2 separate regions of the Rattus norvegicus genome follow, and region 1 is linked to region 2. The links are chromatin contacts, called in public HiChIP or PLAC-seq maps. All regions are on one chromosome and are shown on one strand. The core of a region is the stretch at or near the end of the contact, and the rest is flanking DNA. Distances in the headings are between cores, read along the strand shown. Region 1 holds the start of Ahi1 (Abelson helper integration site 1). Region 2 holds the start of Bclaf1 (BCL2-associated transcription factor 1).

What was found. HiChIP or PLAC-seq counts read pairs in DNA pulled down with a chosen protein or histone mark.
Region 1: a contact with region 2 is called in an H3K27ac HiChIP or PLAC-seq map of oligodendrocytes, with 12 times the contacts expected there. The contact joins the promoter of Ahi1 here to the promoter of Bclaf1 in region 2. A contact is called at or near these places in 2 of 12 Hi-C or Micro-C datasets (the A7r5 cell line and mammary epithelial cells) and 1 of 1 datasets of contacts at active chromatin or transcription factors (oligodendrocytes).

The regions. Positions count from the first base shown.
Region 1 is chr1:17,580,586-17,583,285 of GRCr8, reverse strand. Ahi1 (Abelson helper integration site 1) reads right to left here and starts at 1,255. Exons shown (of 24, transcript NM_001002277.2): 1 at 1,156-1,255.
Region 2 is chr1:16,906,818-16,909,517 of GRCr8, reverse strand. Bclaf1 (BCL2-associated transcription factor 1) reads right to left here and starts at 1,398. Exons shown (of 13, transcript NM_001047852.2): 1 at 1,280-1,398.

The DNA of each region.
Region 1 (2,700 bases), core at 6-2,505, 670 kb before region 2:
ATTTGAAATTTTGAGGTATAACTGAGTAAACAGTAATATTTAATGATAACATCACAACGAAAGAATCATTTTAATGTTAATGCATACTACAGAAAACACAGTAATTAGTAACTTATATCTGATTAATGACATCACCATAATTTATATTGTATAATTTTATAATGTGTATTTAGATTATATTTAATAAAACATCCCTAATTTTGTAGATGTCATTTTACAAAACAATTTTTTAAAAAATTAGCATGCACAGTATTAGACATCACTATATTCATCAAAAGTCTTTCCATCAAAAACATGGGAGGTTCTTAGAGAGACTGCGCAGAAAAATTAACTGGATTACGTTTCCTCCCCCCTTCTGAAAAACATGGAGTATGTGCTTACACATCAATGCAAAAAAAAAAGAAAAGAAGTGGGCACACTTAGACAAGGATTCTGTAGCAAATTTTCATAACAAAAGAAAAAGAACAAAAAGCCATGTTTGTGTAATTCAATCAATAAATCTGTCATAGTCCCATAAATAAATAATATTGTAAATATTGCTAAAAATTCTTTTTGCATTTGAATTTGCTGCAAATATCCTTTTAAATATTCCCTTTTCTTCTCCCGAGAGCGCAAGTAATTGGTTACGCAACAGGTGAAATACTTGCTGGCATCTTTTTGCTTTAACGAAACAAAACAAAATCACAGAGGAAACGTTTCTACGACGTTTACACAGTTACAATAAAGGCAGAATTTACCATTTAGTAGATTCCCGGATAGCCTCCGTTTCGGGGGGCTTTAGGCATTGGGATGAGCCTACAATTGAAACGTAATCAATTACTGTACTTAGATGTAATGAAGACAGCCTGTCACTGCGCACCTGACTGTCAATCTACAAGGAAACACGCAGCAGCTCGAGGGGCATTTAAGCCCCTGAACCCCGATGGGAAGGCGAAGGCTGTGTCTGTCGGTCAGAGCACTGTGCAAGGCAGCCGGGACAAGCAAAAGAGAGGCCACTCGCGGGCATCCCCCGCCTCCAGCAGCCCGCTTGCGAGCATCCAAAAGCCTCCGGGAGTCCCTTTGCGCATCCCCGGGTCTTCGACAGTCTCATCGCCGTCCCCCCCAGGGACAGGGAAGGCCTCGGCCCCCACTACAGTGCGCCTGCCGGATACTCACGGAAAGGAGAGACAGCCGGACGACGCGAAGCGGCTCCCTGCGCCCAGGCAAGGGCTAGGGAAGCAGCAGCTCAACCCGCTCGACCGCTGGCCACGCACGCTGTCCAGTCAGCCCAGTGTCGCAGTGCGGGAGGCGCGCCGCCCGTGACGTCAGGCCCGCCTCTGCCGCTGTTACCTAGGTAACTGAGTCGCCGGGCAGAAGATGCCAGCCTGACCACGGCCACGCCCCCTACCCAGCCTCCGGAGCGCGTTTCCGGGGTCCGGCGGGCGCGCGCACCCGGCCGGAGGCTGAGTTCCGCCCTCAGCGCCGGAAGCGAGTCCCGAGTGCACGTCTCCCGCTAGTGAAACCTGTCGGCTCTCGCCGCGGGCAAAGCGCGGTCACTCAGAGCTTGAAGGAGAGTGTGTGTGTGTGTGTGGGGGGGGGGGGGACATAGGTGGGAGGTGACGCGTCCGGCGTAGATACGGGAACGAGTGGATGGATGGATGGATGGATGGATGGATGGATGGATGGATGGATGGATGGATGGATGGATGGGCGAGTGAGCGAATGAGGCAGCACAGCCGAGAAAGACTCGTCACCCCACAAAATGAGACGCGCCTTTAAATGTGAATGGGGATCCCTGCTGCAGACAAATCCTCAGGCGCCCGAGTTTACAGTGTGGAAAAGGGATTACGCCACATTTACTTTCCAACGCCCCCTCACTTCCGCTTCAGGCGCCATCTTGGGCTTGTGAGTCACCCAGAGTGGAAAAATACGAGGTGCATCATTTCCCTCAGAATCAGACGCCATTTTCGGCTGCTGCCCTCCCACACAACCTGTGGCTCCTTTGTATGGCGACAGTATTGCGTGATTGTCCGGAGGCCAGCTTTTCCGTTCTGACTGGTATCAGACCTAACAAAACACATCTCGTCAGGGTCTCAAAATGCAATGAGGAGACCACGGGAAATGTCACCAATATAAAGCCTGCATGTTGAGCTGCTGAGTTTGTCATTCAAAAAAACCCTCAAAATCCCCTCCTCTAAACCTATCTTGATTTAAGCTACCTCCATCCCTGCAGGGTTTTACCAAACCTATCTTTAATGTCCCTAGTGCAAAGCCTATCCATTACGGTTACCTAAGGCAACCTGCCAGTCTTTCTTACGCGGGAACTGGCCTCACTACCTGTGTCCTGACTCCAGTTTTGACTTCGAATTTTCTTTCCCAACAGTGCCAGACTAACCTTATTAATGTGAAGCTGGTAACGCTACTGGTACCCTCTTTTGAAAATTACTTCAAACGAGAACAATCTCATCACGTTGCCATGGATACGGATGCTCCCTCTCCCTGGGGTTACTCTCTCATTACCTTCTTTTATTCAGTTTTACACATTTTTTTTGAATTACGTACATCATGAAATAAGCAACATCGAATTGTATGTTGCACATAACTTTATGCAATATTGAATTATGTATGCAATGCCAATTTACACCCTTTTCTGCCATGACCCTCGTACATACTGCCCTCTCTTGAAAATCCTTTCGGAGTCGTGTCCCTTCTGTGAATCTT
Region 2 (2,700 bases), core at 149-2,648:
AATATAAGAAAAATATATATGTGCTGTAGCAACAGGATATCTGTGAAGTGACTAACAGTTTTCATCAGTTTTAGGTATATTCACTTTCAGTTTCTGTCTTTTTTCCTTTTCAATTCTAGTTGAGAAATTAAAAAAAAAAAAAACGTAGAAAGTACTGCTCCTCGACTTTGACTATTAAACCTAAAAACTGTTAGGCATGAATTTGCACATCCATAACCCAAACACGTAACTACATGGAGAACCCGAAGCCACTAGGTCCCAAGAAGCTCGTCTGGGATACAGAAGTCCAATATTCTGGTCACTCCCCAGACCAAGAAAACAAATCCTTAAAACGCAGAGGGGTCCGAAGTAGTGACGAAAAACTATTATCCCACTACTCGAGGCCAGCGCTGGGTGACAGAACTATAACCTCAACTTCTCTTCCGACCCCACCAGTCACCGCTGCCAATATCCTGAATTTCTAAGGAGTGCCAACTCTTACTAAAAATGGTATGTCAGCGCTCGGATTACTGAGAAAGGGCCCTTCTCAGACGCACCCGATAAGACCCGAATCCCGCTAGAAACAGTAACTACGCACCGACTGATCGTCTAGGACAGAGTGAGCTGATAGGGAGGCAAAACGAAAAACTTTGGCGCCAACACCCAGGTGCTGGCAGGTCGGCTATAAGCAACAGATCAAAAGCCTCCATCTGATTAAACCGGGCCTAAACCGACAGAGGCGAGGAAGGCAGCATAACTCCCACGCACTACGTGGTTGATCCTCTCGCCTAACACTGCCGCAGGTCCAAGCCCCAAAGGTTAGGCCAGGAAGGAAGACACCTCCCCCAAGGCCAACGACAAGCCGGCTCCGAAGCCAACACACGCGGCGGCGTTGCCATGGGCAGGGAAAGAAAGGAAAAAAGCACGCGTGCGCAGAGCCCAACAGCGGGCGCGCGCCGGAGTCCCGTCTGAAGCGGTGGGGGGAAGGGTTGGAGAGAGGTTCGCGCATGCACAAGCGCACGCGAAGGCCTCACGGTCTCCGGAACCCGAGCCAGATTCGCAGCCAGGCCCGCTCTTCGCGCCAGCTCCCCATCCCCCACCCCTGCGGCCCGCGGCGCCTTCCAAACCCGAGGAGGTGACGATGAAAACGCACAAGTAACGGCTCCGAGGTGGGGGGGTGGGGGGGGAGTCTCCTTTCTCGCCGCCGACCCGTCACCACGCACGAGAGTTCTCAACACCCAACGGTCCTGTCTCCTCGACTTTTTTCTTTTGAGTGACTGGAATGCAGCGCAAGGCCTACCTGACACGCCGAAGCACGATTCTCAGGATTTACCTCCGCTGTAACTACACAGCGGCCATTTCCCGACTCCAGAAGGAGAGGAAGACCATAGAGGTGGCCTCGTCGCGCTAGCTCGGCTCCGTCACTTCCGACTTGGGGCGTGGCCTTCAGTGCCGCTAAATATCTAGGCAGGCCCCTCCCACCCTCCCGCCCAGGCGCGGCTCTAGAACCGCTGTTGAGCTGTAGCCCAAGGCTTTCTGGGAAGTCGCGTGGCTGGTCTCGCGAGAAGATGTAGCCGGCAGGGGTAGGGGCCAGGGCCCGGCCGGGAGCCGAAGGGCCTCGAAGGGCCGCTCTTAGGTGCTGACTTCTCGGCCTTGTCCTAAAGAGACTTCTTGTCCCAAGGAATTTAAAGTGTCGCCCTTCTTGTGAACTGCACTTAACGAGCCGGGGTCATTCAGAGACGGCGGCCCAGAGCACGTCAGGAGCACTCACTGAGGAAACCGGCCGGAAAACCAACGACGCAACTGCGTCCGCCCGGAAGCGCCGCGTTCCTCCGACGCCTTGCCCGACTGTTAAAGGGCTAAACGCCCTGTACCGATTCGGCCGAGTCCCGAGTCGCTTCCTGTTAACTCGGCCTCCTGGCCGGTCCTGAGACTTGTCGTCTGGGCGATTGCGTCATGGGGTAGCTCCTAGCTTCCCGGACGCTGAAGCCTGGCCCCTGAGGCTTTCTCAAGGTTGGCACCTATCCGGAAACCTCACACCCTAACTGGACCTACCAGAATCATAAATAAGCAAGCCAGGATTGATTTGAAGCAAATTGCAGACCTTCAAGCTGTTTTTATCAAAGCGGGACTACTTAGTAAAACCGTTATTACGGTTTGATGTTATGGGACAACGTTAAATTCCTTGAGGGGCTTCAGAGTTGCCATTTGCAGCCTGTCAGTTAAGTTCAGCATTAGAGTTTGATTCTGATCTTTAACCCTGTTCAGGGCGGTCTGCCCTCACAATCCAGATCAGCACACAGCGGAAGTATCTGACTTTCCAATGAATTGTAGTTTTTTATTGTATTTTAATTGGGCTATCTGCTCTGCACCCAGCCCCACTCTAAAGGTAAAAGCTACGATCTGTGGAGTACACTGGACCCTGGTAGGTCCAAAGCATTAGGTGGGAGCTCAGAAAATATTTGTCAAGTAGGTGAACTGTATTTAAATGAAACAAAAAGGCATCGCAACTCTACATTAATGAGACAGCAGGTGCCAATACCTCTTAATCTATTCAAGACACCAAAATTAATCATTTTGCAGCTACTAAGTCATGTGCAATTTTAGTAAGTGTTGAAAAGTGACCTTTTCACCTAAGGCATGAATCCCCTGGGCTGGGGATTGAACCCCAGACCTGCCTGGTATATGCTACATAATTGCTCAACCACAGAAGTACGCCTT